Regions from separate parts of the Rattus norvegicus genome. Here region 1 is linked to region 2. Evidence: chromatin contacts called from public Hi-C data. All regions are on one chromosome and are shown on one strand. The core of a region is the stretch at or near the end of the contact, and the rest is flanking DNA. Distances in the headings are between cores, read along the strand shown.

The links. A called contact is a pair of places that touch in the nucleus more often than the background predicts.
Region 1: a Hi-C map of liver shows a contact between it and region 2, with 2.5 times the contacts expected there. The contact joins the promoter of Fbxo30 here to the enhancer-like site in region 2. A contact is called at or near these places in 6 of 12 Hi-C or Micro-C datasets (the A7r5 cell line, Schwann cells, hepatocytes and 2 more).

Annotation. Positions count from the first base shown.
Region 1 is chr1:7,473,680-7,477,637 of GRCr8, forward strand. It overlaps Fbxo30 (F-box protein 30), which reads left to right and starts at 2,160. Exons shown (of 3, transcript NM_001007690.1): 1 at 2,160-2,314.
Region 2 is chr1:7,410,253-7,414,286 of GRCr8, forward strand. Shprh (SNF2 histone linker PHD RING helicase) reads left to right here. Exons shown (of 31, transcript NM_001107470.1): 27 at 3,947-4,034. Among named protein-coding and RNA genes, the nearest start is that of Shprh, 63 kb to the left of the region's middle. Within about 2 kb of position 2,164, at least 3 of the 93 cell types and tissues checked have an H3K27ac peak or open chromatin away from gene starts, as enhancers often do. A contact at or near this core is called in liver, where this site is marked.

The DNA of each region.
Region 1 (3,958 bases), core at 910-3,409, 63 kb after region 2:
TTGGATGAGAAGGAAGGATGGGCGGGAGAAAAATTTTAGAGGAGGAGGAGACTGGAGAGAGAGAGCAAGAGAGGTAGCAGCCAAGAGAACACGAAGGTGGATGTTAAGATTTCTCTCTGCACATTTACAGGTTGTTATGAATATTCTTAAGGGATGGATGTGTACAGGATTTTGTATGTCTAGATTGCAAATTATATCTTATCAATTGGATCAGAGGTTATTGTGTTGTGTTCTTTCATGTGGTGATTTAATTGAGTTCAGGAAAGTGCATGGTGGCAGGACACTGGGCCACCATGGAATTGGGATGTGTATGGCTGGCATGGTGGCAACCTGCCTTGGGAACTAGAGAGATTCTTGGGTAGAGAGACTGTCACCAGGCTCAGAGAGTAGCCATCAGCAGTGTGATATGGAATGGAACAAAGAGGGTGAGGTGCTTTGCTGACTGAGATGAAAATATCCAACAGATGCCACGAGGCACCACGGTTCCGGCTCTAGTGCGGGATAAAAGAAGCGTTATTTCAATTTTACTGCAACACCTACTTTTTGAGAAAGGGCCTCATACTGAGGCTACATGGGGCTGCCTCCCCAGCCCTGGGATTAAATACTCACACTACCACACTTGGTGGTGAACCTGCTTGCTCAGCAAAAACTTTACCAACTGACTTACCTTCCCCGTCCTATAGTTTTTATTGTATTCCACTATGAAATTGAAAAAATAGAGTATGTATTTTTCCTAAGTCTATGCAAGAGTAGTTTAAGAACGGGGGATGCTTCTCTCTTTAAAGAGAGTAGACAGGTCAAACCTGCTACTGCTTATTTGTTCGTTTTAAATTGCCAAAGTGCCTGTTGCTTTTCTGAGTGTCTAAGCCACATAAATGGTAGCTTTGTTTCACAAGTCTAGACCAAAGTCCACGTATACTTCAGAGGACATATTTGATTCCTGGTAGTGTCTGGTTGCCACTTATGGAAGGGCAGAGGTTTCTGATTTGTACTGACTCCCACTCAGCTTGAGGTGGCAGACGACCTAGTGTCAAAAACCCAGACCTTTTCAGTGTGCTCAGTCTTAAAAGTTCCTCAGGGTTTTGTGCAGCTGTTGTCCGAATGTGCTGGTCTTTAAGGTGAAAAAGTCTTGAGACTCGGTCCCTGGACCGTGAATCACGTGAGCCACCGTTTCCAACAGCTGGAGGTAAAAATTGCAGTCACCAGGAATGGCCACCCAAGGGGGTTTTCTCACCTCTGCCCCTCCGCCAGTCAGGGCCACGACTCCTTCAACGTGGCTCTGAGACGGGCGTCGGTGACGTCAGCGCCCCTCAGTCTCACACTTGGGCCTGGCGGTAGTAACAGGGACGCCTACACGCCGTGTGTGTAGGCCTGGGTGGCTGCGGGGACGCGCCGCGCCCTCTGGAGGCCGCGTGGGGCGCTCCAAGGAATCCACCCTCCGGCGGGCTGACGGGCAGCAGGGCTCTTACAAGGGGAAACGGGTCACAGAGCAGAGCGGTCACCGAGTCACAGGGCTCGGGCACGTGAGGTGGTGGCAGTTACCACAGACAACCGGAGCTGGCCTATTTCCTGCGGGTGCGAGCTAGGAGGACGCGTCGCGCTTCTGGGGCCTGCGTTCTCTACAGTGCCACACGGGTTCTGGGAGTCCTTCCGTTAAATAAATAAATAGAAACAAAAAACAAAGGTTCAAAAGCTGAGCCGGGCTGGGAGCACCGTGGGAGCCTTGCGGGAGCATCACGGGGACGCGCCAACGGGGACGCGCCAACAGGGACGCTCCACGAGTTCTCTGCGTCCGGCCTCACCGGCAGAGGGCAGCGTGCGCGTCCTCGTCGGCCGTGCGTGCGCGCGCTCGCGCGCTCGCTCCGGGGCCGGGGGGCGGGGCGCAGCGGGGCGGGGCGCGCGAGGAGGGCGGTGGCGGTTGGAGGCCGAGGAGAAAAGGCGGCGGTCCGGCCGGGGCAGACACGCTGAGGATTGGGACGGGACCGGCTCTGTACGTGGTCCGGTCCGGTCCGGTCCGGTGCGGGGAGGCTGCAGAGCGGCCGGACGCGACGGACAGGGCTGCCGGGGTTTGAGTGGCGCTTCGGCCCGCGTGGGCTGGTGAGTGTGGCGAGGCCGCGGGAGGCTGGCGCGGGGACGCGGGCGGTCAGCGGCAGGGACGGCGCGGGCCCAGGGGGCGGCGGGGCCGGTGGAGTCGGCGCAGCTCGGAGGCTCCCGTCCAGCTCGCCCGGGCCTCGAATCGCGCCCGGCTGCCTGTGTGGCCCGCCCTTGAGGCTCCCGGCAAATGGCGCCCCGACCCCGGGGGACGCCGACCCGGGTGAGACCCCCCCCCCAACACACACACACACAATGAGCGCGGAGGAGTCCCGGGGGACCCCGGAAAGCGTGGTTCGCACCCTCTGGCTTGTAGGGACTTGGGTGGTTTGGGCGCAAACGGGTTAAGGGACCGCGAGGCATCTCCAAGAGTCCCCGCCGGATAAGCGAAGTTGGTAACTTGTCCATTCATGGAAGTGAGAGGCGCGGAGGCTTCGCCGTGGCCCTTGTTAAAGGGAGACTTAGGGATCATCCCCCCACCCCCAAATTACTGGGTCCAGCTCGTGGAGTCCCACATCGGAAGCAGGACAAGGAACGCAGGGCGGATTCAAAGTCACTCGGGAATACATTTTAACCTCGACCGAGGCCTGTGTTTACCACGCTTCTCCTAGCCCCCCTCTCCCTTCTTTGAGCCCCGTGGTAAATCCCGGATGAAAAGATGCTTGGGAAGGAGTTGACCTTTTCTCTCATGATTGCTTTGTTGACTGTGATCCAAGATGGAAGTTATTTGTGGGCATCCTGGTATCAGAGAGGGTTAACGTTTTTAAAACGAAATCTCAAAAAGGTTGAGGTTTTTCTATTTGCTCCCTGCTAAATTTCAGGCACAGTCAGTTACATTAACATGTTTTGCACGCTTTTCTGTTAGTTTTCCCAACCAATCCCATGTTGACTGGCAGTGAGACAAAGGATACCATAAAGTCTCCCTGTTTGCCTTTTCTAAAGCATGCAGTTTCGTTGAATCACTCTCCTTTATGCTTAGTCACTGTTTCTTGCTGTGGGAGTTTAGTTGGGGACAACATGATGTTTTGCTAACTTGTTAGATCACCAGTTTGTACAGAGGGACATAAGCTTTTGTGTGTGTGTGTGATTCTAGAAATAGTAGGTGTTTGATGAATAATATAAGAAACTGAAACCTATGGATTCCATGTGTTTAATTTCAACCTAATGTTCTGAATGTTTAGATTTAGATTTAAGGTTTTTTTGTATATCGTTTTAAAATATGAAATATTTAAATAAAATGTACTTTTAAAAATAATATTGCATAAAATAATTGCTAACACTTCCCATATGGTTGGAGAGGTGCATTAAGGTCAGACAAACAGGCTTTAGTTAATGTGTTTACTATTTGATATAGCATGTTTCTAAAATGTAACTTGGATAGTCTTCTAAATAAGTTTTTAAGACAACTGTTTATTTAATAGAAGGAATTATTCTTGCTAGGCATTTTCTTGGAGAATATCATTGCATTTATGCATTATATTCAAGGATAAAAGTTTTAAGTTAAGGACTGAGAAAATATTACACTTCATATTAATTATGATGAGATAGGTGCGATTCAACTGAAGTAGTTGTTTGTATATGTGCATACTAGTAGGAAAGTATTACATCGGAATGTACTTCAGTTAAAACCTGGTTGGTTTTTGTTTTAAACAAAAAGATGTTTTTTTTTTTTTTTTTTTTTTGCTTTTTTTCTTTTTTACAGACTAGTTAATGTTAGCACTGGGTAGAATGGTGCCTTATATAATGGTTACTGCATTTAGTAAACTATACATTTAAGTAACATTTAAAAGTAGTTGTGTAAATCTGACTATTGTGTAAAGCAGAGCTACTATATTTGTGTACTAGTGGACACAGACATAACTGTAGC
Region 2 (4,034 bases), core at 914-3,413:
TCAACACAGAAGAAAAAGGAGTTGAAGATGTGAAGAATGCTTTGATATCAGACATGCAGATGCAGAGTTTGGAGTTTGCCCAGCTGGTTTCCTGTATTTCTTTGGGGATCACAGTTTAGTGATTACATGAATCTCAGAAGAGACTGAACTTTGGACTTCTAATGTTATTGAGACTGCTACAGACTATGGGGACTTTTGAAGTTACACTAAATGTTGTACATTATGTTATGTTTAGGTATGGCCTGCATAGAGTCATAGGCGTGAACAAGCCTATAGGGGCCAAGGAGTGGAATGTAGTGGTTTTAATATATTTGGCTCAGGGAGTGGCATAGTTTGAGGTGTAGCTTTGGAGTAGGTGTGTCACTGTGGGTGTGGGCTATATAAGACCTTAGCTGCCTGGAAGCCAGTATTCTGCTAGTAACCTCAGAGGAAGATGTAGAACTCTCAGCTCCTCCTGCACCATGCCTGCCTGGACACTGCCATGCTCCCGTCTTGATGATAATGGACTGAACCTCTGAACCTGTAAGCCAGCCCCAATTAAATGTTGTCCTTTATTAGACTTGCCTGGGTCATGGTGTCTGTTCACAGCAGTAAAACCCTAACTAAGACACTGCATAAAGATTTTTTTGGGGGGCTGGGGATTTAGCTCAGTGGTAGAGCGCTTACCTAGGAACCGCAAGACCCTGGGTTCGGTCCCCAGCTCCGAAAAAAAGAACCAAAAAAAAAAAAAAAAAGATTTTTGTTTTGTTTTGTTTTGTTTACTATCCTTGCATTCTTCTCTCCACAGAGCACCTTATCCCAGAATTCCATTAGTATAGCAGTTTTATTCTAGATGAGCAAGGATGGCCAAACTTCTAAGCCAGACACTCTCTCATTGCATTTTTGTTATAATTCTATTAGTCCACTAAACATGTGGCAGGAAACACTGTTCTTTCAATCCTTTCAGCACGGTAAACATTTTAACTCAGAATTTAAATTCTTAAGAGTTTTGCAGGAAGAATGTATAACTATGACGTTCTAATCTGATTAAAGTAAGTCATACCTATTAGAATAAGAATCTGCTGACATTTATGATTTAGAGATATGCTACTACATGTCATCTAGGCCAAATTTCATAGGAAATTCCCTTTGTTAGACTTTGATGCTGATATATTTTTGTTAATTTTTTTATATGTTTTACTTTCTGCCAAAAATGTAGTTTATTCTCTATTACACTTAATAGAAAGGTTTGAGGCCATTTCTTTATTATTAACCATGTTACTATTTTGCCTGCTGACTTCATGTCTTGAGTGGAAAACAGAAGCAGACGCTATGAGCATAATATCTAAAGCTTTTGTCTCATCCCAGTTCATGGAAGCATTACTCGTTCACAGCAGCCGAGACATAGAATCAGCCCAAGTGTCCACACTCATGACTGGATTAAGGAAATGCAGTACCATTGCTAGGAAGATGGCTCAGTGGTTACAGTGCATGCCACACATGAGGGCCATAGCTCAGATTCTCAGAACCCCCACACATGCCAGGTGGGCATGGCAACTTGCCTGATTCCAGCCTTGGAGGGTAGAGAGGGGATTCCCTGAGGAAGTTGGCTTTCTCAGTGTGCTCTGGATCTGACTGTGAGATGTGCATCCACACTTGCAGAGATGATTGTGTTAGTACTTTTCTGTGCCCTTTTTTTACTTCAGCAATCTGTTGTTGTCTAGAGCATTTTCTTTTGACTTAACGAATTACAAGTTTTTAATGAAGATATGTTCACAGAGGCAATGAACTTTCAACTTATCATCTTACAAGGCAAAGGACTAGCAGTGTGGCATGTAAGTAGAGTGTGGCCAGCATGCACATGGCCTTGGCCGTGCTATGAAAGCAGCAGTTGCCACGGAGCCAAAAGTTCCATTCCTAATTATATAACCAAGAAAATGGAAAGCATACGCCATTAGAGTATCATTTATAATAATTTATAATTTAAATGTCTAAAAAATAGTCTAAAGTATGAAATGTTTTATCTTAGCCAAGCACAGCAGCTCATGCCTGTAATTTTATCACTTTCGAATCTGAAGCAGGAAGAGAACTGGTGTGAGATCAAGGTCAGCTGGGCTACATTGTGAGGTCTTGGCTCTGGTTTCCTCTGGAGAGATGAAGCTACGTAAACACAGTTCTGACACTATGTACTTGTTCTGTTTGCAAATCTATGAAGGGCGTGCAGACTCAAAACAGGAGCCATAGAGACACAGGGTTCCGGACAGTCCTTCCCACTAGCCTTTCCCCCTCTGTAGTTCTTGGGAAGAGAGCTTTTGGTTTCTAGACACAGTTATTCTTAGTAATTGAATTGGGACTCAAATGGCTCAGAACCTATGAGGATTTTTTTGAGAACCTTTGAACATCTTGAAATGTTGCTTATAAAAAAATTTTTTTCTGTTTCTCTTGGTCTTTGAGAAAGAAACAGCTCACTAGATAAAAGGACTCGTGTTTATCCTGTACTTTGCTTAGCGTATATTTCTTACGTGTGTTGGCATGAATCTGCATGTGGTGGTAAGAGGACAATGTGTTTGTAGGTTAGAAGGATAGAACTCTGTCTGGTTATCAGGCTTGTCAGCGAGTGCTTTCCCCACTGAGCCGTACCGGAAGTGAACCGCTTTCCAGGTGGCATGTTACAGGGTATATGGGTGGCTCTGTCCGAAGGTCGGAAGTCTCACTTTGTATTCATTTCCTGTTTTCTCTTTATTATGAAATCAGTAGTATGAGATAGTGCAGTCCCCTTAACATATTTTAAACCTTGTATGTATAATTGAGATGCTGTTTGTCTAAAAAATAAATATAAGTTCCTTATGTTAGCATGCAAATTTTTAGCCTTTTTTTTTTTCTTCAAAATATTGTCTTCCCATTAAATTAGGGTAACTTTCTTCCTTGTTTACCTGGTATTTTTTTTTCCTGTAAAAATAAATATATTGAGAGCATTGAGGAAAGGGTGAATGCTGCTGTGGCAGTCCATTTGCATTTGGCTTGTCCTCTTCTACACCTTGATTTAGGTCATGGTAGTGTGCATGTTTAAGATCTGAAAAGCCATTACTGATTGCTTATCCACTGGGGCTTAGGTTAAACACACTGACCATGGGTTCATCATTTGTTTATTCCTCAGGTTTTAAACCACTTTTCTATTTCCATATTCCTGTGATGCAACAGTTTTGAAAGATGAAAAATAAAACAGAAAAAATATCTTGTAAAGTGACTTTATCTGCCTGTGTGTTAGTGGACATCTTGTGTCTCTGTCATTGTCCATGGTCATGCCATTGCAAAGAAATTGTATTCATTGGTTGAATCCTTCAGTTTTCAAGGTGCCTTGAGTTTTCATTCTTTGTATTCTTACATTTCTAATCTTAAAATATCTGAAATGAAGGGAATAGTGAGGAAGGTTTTTTAATATCCATTCTGCTTCTTTATTGTAACAGAATTTAGTAGCTATAAAACCTAACTACACTGTGTGGTATCAAGATTGTATGACTTTCTAGAATGCATTTGTGTTCAGTTACCTGGATGTAAATTCTTTTAAGAAATCCTTATTCTTAGATTTGGGAGACACGGGAGACAGTGCATGACATGGCATGGGTGCAGAGTCAGGGACAGCATGTAGATATGACTGTCCGTCCTGTGAGCTCTGGGAAATCAAATTCAGGTCATCAGGCTCCTGGCAAGTATGCTTGCCCGCTGAGCTGGTAAACTCATTCATTTCTGCAATTAGACAGTAAAGAAAATCCCCAGTAAACACAAAATAAAGATTAAGCACATATATATTTGCCAAGCTTTTATATATTTATATATGTATATAAAATTGTATTTATATAATTGCTCTGTTATAAATAGTTTGAATGAAGTGGTTTATACCAATTTTCTTTCCTTGCTTAACTAGGTTTTGTTTGGTGCTAATGTATTTCCCTCTTTGTGTTCAAAGGGTAGCCATTCTACAAAAGTGGAAGCTGTGGTCAGAACTCTGATGAAAATACAACTTAAAGATCCGGGGGCCAAAGCGCTCGTTTTCT